Regions from separate parts of the Zea mays genome. Here region 1 is linked to region 2. A link is a contact called in public Hi-C data. All regions are on one chromosome and are shown on one strand. The core of a region is the stretch at or near the end of the contact, and the rest is flanking DNA. Distances in the headings are between cores, read along the strand shown. Region 1 holds the start of LOC103639360. Region 2 holds the start of LOC100274815.

Region 1 (4,661 bases), core at 450-2,949, 190 kb after region 2:
TCGTCGGTTCGCTGTCGGGTTATTTGAACTAGGATCGCTGGGTCGGAAATAAACACTCGCTTTCCTGTAGGTGGAAGAGTAGAAGCACATAAAAGGAATAATAAGCACGTAAATGTAAGAGCAAATTCAGGAGTACTTTTTTGATAGCTCTTACATTTAATTTTGAGACCTGGATTAAGGACTCCTGAATTTGCTCTGATATCCTCCATGCGGAAGACCACGGAGTCGATGGTTAGTACTGGTTGCAAATTGCAAATTTGCGAGGGTGGTCAGACTATTGGCGAAACTGTTTGGCATGGAACACGCGACCGACCGAGGAAGCTCGCCCCTCGGCCTCGGCCTCGCCGGGGACCCGGTACTCGTGAGCTTTTAGCTCGCCGGCGCGCGATGATATAGCATTCGGCTGTGTGCCATAAATTTCCGAGACGCGTGTTTGGCAACCTCCGACCTGGGTCCGAGCCCCCCCCCCCCCCCCCCCCCCCGCGCCGGCCGGCCGCTGACGATCATCATCGGTAGTAGCATCTCGATCTGATAAAAGGAGATACGGAGTACTAAAAAAAACAGCGTTTCTTTCAGCAGGCACAACGCGAGTAGTGTTTAGAGGTGTGTTTTGAACTGCACGCAGCACCACCACCACTGCTTCCCAATGCAACCAACATCGTTTACGGCTTACGGCTGCTCGATGCCTTCAATTAATGCGAGTTGTTTAGTCACGCCCGGCTCACCTTGGCGCCAAAAAAAATGGTGGTCTGTAACCAACTTGATGGTTGGGGGTTGGCGTAAGAAAGATGGATATAATAGTTTTGCTGTTGGGTCCGTCGCACTCATGCAAGTAAATGCAACGGTTTATCACTCTCGATCTGAAAGGTTTCCCATCTTAATTAAAAAAAAGGAACATATTCTCTTCCTTGTATTGTACACTTGAAGTATCTAAATAGTAATATAGGCTAATAGGTGACATGGACATCGACAGCAAACCTCTCTCCCCTGTCCCTGTGTCTGTCTCCATGACAGATTAACTCGGGTTCCATGACTGAAAGTGCCAGTGCTACTCTGGTGGTGTGTATCCTTCGTTCTTCATCAGGAAACTCTTGAAGCGACCTGGTGTTTGCGAATGACCGCTCGTGCATCAGGGCACATCAAAGCTCACTGATTTTGCAAAAAAAAAAAAAAAAAAAATTGTCACCTGGCACCGATGAACAGGCCAGTTCTAGTTCCGCCGCCCCTGTCATGCATGCATGCATGCAGGCTGTGTAAGCAAGAACCGGTGCGGCATGTATGTACGACGCCGCGACGAGACGATGCCCGGCCGGCCGTCGGCCTTGGAGCCCCGAGTGTGCCATGCCGACACCCCAGGCAGATCGTGCAGGGAGGCAGCGGTGCCATCGACAGCCTCCTTTCCACGGGCGTGACTACTCGACCGCCACTGCTTGCAGTCATCTGTTGGCGAGTAAATGTCGTGTTCAGAGACCGATGCGGAGCGTGCGACAGCGACGTCTGAAACGGGACAATCATCTCGCGGACAACAACCTCCCGGCCGCCTCCCTCGTGTCAGACCGGGGTGTCAGCGCCGTGGCGGAGAGGAGAGGGGAGGGCCCCTTGCCGCTTGCGCTTGCGCGTGACGAGATGGAATGGAATGGATGGATGGACGCTCCCCCTCCACTTCCGCTGGGACGTCCGTCGTGTGGTGCGACTGCGACCGTACCGTGCGAGGGATCGCAAATTCGCAATCGCTCTATCTTGAGTCTTGACCTGGACAGCGAAGCTTGTTTATACTATCTTCAGCGGTTCCCCTTAAATTTCTCCCCATATATCCTACTCATGTGCCACGTCTATATCTCCATCCTTTACAGCGGTCTCCATAAATTCTTTCCCTATACATCACTACAACCATAAAATATTATTTTCCATATCTTTTCATCATCTATTATCATTTTTCTCTTCTCTAACAAACACTGACGCACACGCATAGCGAGGAAAGGGGGCTGCCACAGCGCCCTCTTAATCTGGCGGAGTACCGGCCTCTCTCCTTGCACTGTTGCCGGTAGAGGCTCATATAGCGTCATGCGTTGAACACGGAAGGAGATGCCTGTAGCCATCACAGGTAGCGGAGAGGGAGGCTGGCGGGATGCGTTGAACACGGTCTTAAGAAAACGTGCTCTGCTGAAATGAAAACACTGGCTCACGGACTCTGAATTCTGAAACGTACGCATTAAACGGTTAGCTCTTGGCTCTTGCGCACGGGCCGGAGATGATTAGGGCCTTGTTCGTTTCTGCCGGATTGGTGAGTCAGAATAATTTCTAATCGGATTGCTTCTCTAATTTATATAAACTTTATTTAGCCGGAACGATTCCGGGTGCAATCCAACATAAACGAACAGGGTCTAGGGCGGCATGGCAGTCAGCAGGTGGGGTAGTAGCAGCCCTACAAGAAACTGATAAATGTTCGTGAGTTTTGTTAAGATCGTGGGTACCGACGTTCTTATATTAATTAAGTTCATGGGTTTATTTAAGAACGTGGGTACCCACGTTCTTACATTAAGTTCGTGGGCCCTAGCCAAAACCGTCGAACTTAACCTTTTAGGAACGTGGGTACCCACGTTCTTAAATTAAATACGTGGGCCGCGTGGACACCGTCGAACTTAACCCAACCTAAATCCCTAACCCCGCGCGTCTCTCTTCCTATCTCCTTTCCTGCTTCCCACCAGTGCTTGCACCCGCCGCCGGCCGCCAGCACGAGCACACCGCGCCCGGCCGCCGCCACCTAGTGCGCTGCGCCGCGCCACCATCCCGCTCGCGCGCCACCCAGCTCGCGCCGCTACCCCGCTCGCTGCGCCGCGCGCCACCCCGCTCGCTGCGCCATCCCGCGCGCTGCGCCGCGCCGCCAGCCAACGCTGCCCGCTCGACAGCCCCACGCCGCCTGGCCACCTGCGCAACCGCGCTGCAGCTGCCCGCCGACCTTAAGAACGTGGGGGCCATCGAACTTACTTCTTTAAGTTCGTCCAAAAATCGCCGTCGGCTATGTTCGTGGGTAAACCCACGTTCTTATGGTAAGTTCGACGGCCTATTACATTAGGTTCGACGGTTTTTCACCCACGTTCTTTAACCAGTTTCTTGTAGTGCAGGTTGTTTGTGCAGTAGCATCCGTGCATTGTCTTTCTACACACCAGGCACCAGCCACAGGGCCGGTCCTGAGGGCGGGCAACCGGAGCGGCCGCACCGGGCCCCAAAATTCCAGGGCCCACCCTAGGTATACATACAGTGTATATGTATATACGTATTATGGCCAGATCCAAGTAAAACTAATCCAATTAGGCCCATGTTGATTCAACTGCCTGGACACCATGGTAATTGGAATAAAAAATCCCTAATCACCGTCGGCCGCTGCAAACGCACGCGAAAGCCTTGCCCTTGCGCGATTGTGCCCTGCGCTTGCCGCCCTTGCCATCTGATCACCTCACATTGCAGTCCTGCCATCTTCTTGCCGGTCCTCAGGCCTGCTGTGCTGCCTGTTCACGGAATCACAGCACAGGTCACGGCTTCGACTGCTTGAAGCTAAGTTTACCTGAAAGTCCAATGTCTTCTATGAAGATCTTTGATTATGTTCAGCAAATGGATTCGTATCCAAATATTACAATCGCTTACCGGATATTATTTACTGTGCTTGTAACTGTTGCATCAACTGAGAGAAGCTTTTCAAAGTTGAAATTGTTGAAGAACTATTTAAGGTCAACAATATCTCAAGAACGTCTCAACGGATTGGCCACTTTATGTATTGAGAAGAAATTATTGGACAAGGTTGATAACAACACTATTATCAACGACTTCGCATCAAGAAATGTTAGAAGAAAATTTTAAGGTAATAGGTAAACATATTTGAATTTATTTTGATATATTTGAGTTTTTTATTATATAAAATATTTGTCGATGTACTTAGAAGAAAGTAAAAAAATTATAGATGAAGCTTTAAAGGCCCCAATTTTTGGTTTCGCCCCGGGTCCCTGAAAACTCAGGACCGGCCCTGGTACATGCTGACATCAAACCCTCCAAAAAAGATCAGGTAGAACTTGTTCGTTTGTGCCGGATTAGTGGGTTGGAATAATTCCTAACCGGATTGCTTCTCTAATTTATGTAAATTTTGATTGGCTGTAATGATTCAAGGTGTAATTCGACACAAACAAACAAGCCCTCAGTCAGAAAATGACGATGACCAGCCATATCGTCGACATGGCACGGTACGGTTTGGAGTCAAATCATCGAGAGCCTTCAAGTCTACTAGTCAGGAAACCCTGTTCTTAAACGCCAAGACGGGCCGGGGACGACGCACGCACGCACGAATCTTTGGTTGTTGGACGAACTTCTATCACGCAATAAACCAGCTTATTAAAAGTAGTACTACTAGTAAATAAAAAAATTCGTCCTCTCGTCGTCGTAGCACATAACAGAGAGCGGTTGGAACTGCACGGTTTCGGTCAGTCGATCTCCAAGCGTTTCAGAGATTGGAACGCTCTAACTAATAATATGCCCGGTACAGCCAAAGGCTGCTAATCCACTGATGGGCTTGTTCCAACAGATCAATTAAGCCTTTTTCTTCTTCTTCTTCTTAAGACTCGAACAGCACACGAGAAATAGTCGTGGTCGTGGATTTCTGCTCTTGTGGC
Region 2 (4,216 bases), core at 44-2,543:
CATGTTGACGGCGGAGGCGTCTGCCCGGACCATCCTCGCGCCGAGCGCGCCGCCGCGGAGGACGTGCCGGAGCCTGGACTCCACGCGCCTGACCCGCGCCGCGTCGTCGATCGGCGAGCCGGTCTCCTCGTCGCGCACGAACACGAGCGCGGCGACGCGGCCGGCGTGCGTCCAGGCCCTGGCGTCGACGGTGCCGCAGCGGAGGTCGTGCAGCACGGCGAAGACCTCGGAGAGGAGGCCCGGGCGGTCGGCGCCGACGAGCTCGAGCAGGGTGGGCGTCCCGGCCCCCGCGGCGGCGGGCGGCGGGCGGGGCGGCAATGCGTCGGCGGAGAGCGAGGACTCGAGGCGCGCCAGCAGGGCGCCGGCGTCGGCCACCTTGCCGCCCGCGGCGTCGACGACGTGGAAGACGTCCATGAACCAGCGGCCGTCGTCGGAGGAGATGTAGCCTTTGCGGACGCAGACGCCGTGGTCGGACAGGGCCGCCACCGCGTCGAGCAGCACGCCGTGCTTCCTCGCGCTGTGCACCTGCACCAGCGTCGCCGTCGCGCACGCGCCGTTGTCCACCACCACCCTGCGGCGGCATCGCAGACCGATCAGTGACCGCTCCATCGAAGGATGCATCGAAGAAAGAGAACCGCAGGGGGGAAAAAGAATAGGTGGAATTGGCCTCCCGGCCTCCCTTACCTCGGGTTGTTCATGTGGCGCACGAAGAGCTCGTACACCTCGGAGGGGTTGTACCGCTCCATCGCCGCCGGAACCCTCTCCCTGCCTCGGCCTCTCCTCCTCCTGTGCCCCGCTTCAGTTTTCCGCGACGCGGCGACGGTTCCCTTTGCCCCGGGGGGAGAGCGTTTCTTTCCTTTCCGTGAGGGGAGGCGGAGATCTCGTTTCGGTCGGAGGGGTCGTAGATTTGGTTGGGACTTGGGAGTGTCGCGGTGGTTCAAAATCGGGTGCTGGAACGGTGGGTTTTCGCTCTGGTCTGGGCTTGCTGCCGCTTGCCGAGCCGTTGTGTGGTCTGCGTCTTTGTGTGTGCGGGTGTGGGGATCGCCGGGGTTGTCTTGGTCAGCGTCCGGCTGAAATGGGCGCGCGAGACCCGGGATTTCACGCGATCTTTGCCTCCGATTGGTGGGAGTGGGTCGGGTCCGGGAGTCAAACGGCGGTCGCGGGCGAGGAGAGGACCCGGGCAAACGGAATTGTATGTGGGTGGGCTGCTAGGGGTTGGAGACTTGGACCGAACGAAACGGGTCCTGCCGGGAAGTTGTAATAAAAAAGTTTTTGCGCCACTGCTAGTACTGGTAGGGGGCTAGAGGCTGCTAGTACATGAGAAAGGAAGACGCTGCCCGGCTGCCGTGTGGAAAAAGCTTCCGGGATCCGGTGGGAATGTGATGACTCACTGGTGTTGTCCTGGGAGGGAGGTGGGGGATCGCCGCCCTCTGGCTGGCCCATGCGTGGTTGCCACGCCCGCGCGCGGCGCGGAGACCCCTTTTCGGATTCTTTCGTGCGTGTAGCCGTCTCCATACAGTACTCGGTAGTCGGTCGCTAAGCACTCAGCCTTGTGCAGTGTATATAATCTAGTTTAGTAGTTTTAGCATCAGACTATCCGCAGTCGTGACCTCTAAATTTTTGCTCCTATATCATTTTTTAGTCACATGATTAACATTTCACCCCCTAACTTTTTTCATCTCCTGCAACGGTTCCTCATATATTATCCCTCTATATCCCTACAACTATAAAATATAATTTTCTAACCCTATTCATCTTTTATTACTATTTTTTCAACTATTAAATAGAGAAACACTGTGCAAGGAGGCGCTACAATGCTCCCCTTAATCTGGGAGAGCGGCGCGGCCTCCCCTAGCGTTGTAGCACGTAGGAGGCTCCCTACGCGTATACAGTGCTAGGGGAAGGGGCATGGCGCGGCATACGATGCGGACGGCCTCACCCTTCTCCATTGGCCATCGGTTTTTATTATTGCGAGATGCTATCATACTTTCGAAACCTGGTTCGATGTGATCCCGTCTAGGCTAGAAAAAAAGCTCGAACTCGACTCATTATTTAGAATAAGTTCGAGTCGAGCTTATTTTCTAGATCGAGAAAAAAGCGAGTCAGCTCGGTTCGATTCGGCTCACAAGCTGACTTGTGGCTCGACCCAACAACAATTTATTACATAAAATTTCAATTAGTATGCTTATATGTAGTGTTAGTCTAAATAGACAATTAGTTTATGTTTTTTAAGATTACTAAAATTAACCTATTTTCTATATTATATTAGTAATATTTATATTACTAATTAAAATATGTTACTAAAATTATTTTTGATATTTTATATTATATTTTAGAGAGCGAGTTCATGTTTATGATCAGTCTCGTTGGCTCGGATGGTTGAGCCGAGCTCGTCTCGTTTCCATCCCTAATCTTGCCTTTTATCCGTGTTACCCTTCCCGGCTCAGCAGTCATATCTTAATAGCACCGACCGGGGTCAACCACCCCACGACCACCACGCAGTTCGTTTTAGATTAAATCTAGTTATTCGAACTGGTGCAGATTTAATTTGTATAGACAAAAAAAATTGTAGAAGTAGAAGAGCTCGTCCACACCTGCCACGCTGCCACACACACACAGCTTGCCTGCGCGAGCACACGTACTGAAATGCTGCATCACGATCGGATGTGCTGCTGGCCCGCTCCCACCGGACGGTGGTCCCGAGCAGCAGGCAGGCGGGCAGGAAGGCATCTATCTGCTGCGTATGTTCAGACGACTCCAGTGGCTGATGGGCCAGTGCCACCGCGCGTTCCTTCCCTGTTGCTTGCCGTCCAAGCCAACCATTACCTGGAACTGGGATCCGCAGGACAAGTTCCTTTTTTTTTCTCCCCCTTGCCTTGCACCTGTCCAAGCTACGCCAAAGAAACGCGCCCGGATTTCACTCGGTCAGAGAAGGAAAACCGCCAGTGCGTGAGCACAAATAGAAAAGACTAATAAACAACAGGTCAAGAATTCAAAAGGATAATAAAGAGACTACTACTACCCATGGCCACCACATGCTCTTTTCACGGGAGAAAGGATGGATGTGTCGGCGATCGGCGTTGATTAATCGAGGTTAGTTGGTTGGTGCCTAATCCATCCATCCACCAACAGTGGTGCCTCCGCTGCGAATCGAAAGGCGCATCGATCAACAACTAGCGGAGTTCTCCATCGGTTTTGCTCGATCGAGGAGATCGCCAGCTGCAGCGCGCGGCCGGGCTCTTTGGTTTACATTTTTTTTTTCCACCTGGGTTTGCTTGCGAGGGAAGCACAGACTTTTTGCCATATGGGGGTACAGCGGCGGGTACGAGAGATCTGGAGAGGTTGTGTCATATCATATAACTGGGGGCGTTTCAAGTACTACTACTAGCTAGCATGATCGACCTGCAGATCTATATCGTTTTGACAAATGCCGTCCTTTTCCGCACATGCCCTTTTGATTCCGCTTGCGCGATTTTCTCCCGTCCCCGGCCCGCAGAATCCTCTCAGGGTTAGTTCTACAAGGTCGCGACTTTTTTGTTTTTTGGATCGTGATGGGAGAACATCACACGTGACCGTTCTTGCAAAGTTACAGTACAGTAGTAGTACACGCATCGTCCGTTTTCGACGCCGATCGTCAGTTTTCGTCACGGTCTGTCTTGTACACTACCTGTACGTACAGATCATCAGGGCGAACACAGAGGATCCTTTTTTTTTTTTGTTGATTCTCATTCGTTTAATTTCCTTGGCCGACGATAGATTACCTAGTGCCGCACCTGGCGTTATTCAAGCAGTTTCGCTTGGCTTTAATCCGAATCTAACCGCCAGATTTTTATTATCCCAAATAAATGCAACACATACCACAGTACGGTACGGGCTAGGGAAAGAATGTGACCCGTGCGTGCGTGCGTACATCACTGTGGCTGCTAGGCTAGGCTACTGGATCACGTTGTCGAGACCACCCTATATATACTACGTAATCCATTCGCAACTTGCGGATCGGGACCACATGGCCACGTACAGGCGGCACACACGAGAAAACGACCGGTGTCCCGCCCCACGGCACGTCGTCGGCACCGTGAAACGCGCCCCATTGGATGGCGCCCGCCGGCCAGCAGATCTGTGCGTCGTTGCGTGCGACGGCAACACGGCCCTACCGGCTGCGGTCCGACGCGAACACTCGCGCGGCGGCGGCGGCGGCGGCACTGGCACCAGGCGC

The links. A called contact is a pair of places that touch in the nucleus more often than the background predicts.
Region 1: a Hi-C map of bundle sheath shows a contact between it and region 2, with 2.2 times the contacts expected there. The contact joins the promoter of LOC103639360 here to the promoter of LOC100274815 in region 2. A contact is called at or near these places in 4 of 25 Hi-C or Micro-C datasets (bundle sheath, endosperm, leaf and 1 more).

What each region holds. Positions count from the first base shown.
Region 1 is chr9:148,956,779-148,961,439 of Zm-B73-REFERENCE-NAM-5.0, forward strand. LOC103639360 reads right to left here and starts at 1,700. Exons shown (of 2, transcript XM_008662121.2): 1 at 1,187-1,700; 2 at 858-1,101. The coding sequence starts at 1,515. The coding sequence ends at 948.
Region 2 is chr9:148,771,256-148,775,471 of Zm-B73-REFERENCE-NAM-5.0, forward strand. It overlaps LOC100274815, which reads right to left and starts at 1,294. Exons shown (of 4, transcript NM_001349177.1): 1 at 685-1,294; 2 at 1-571. The coding sequence starts at 746.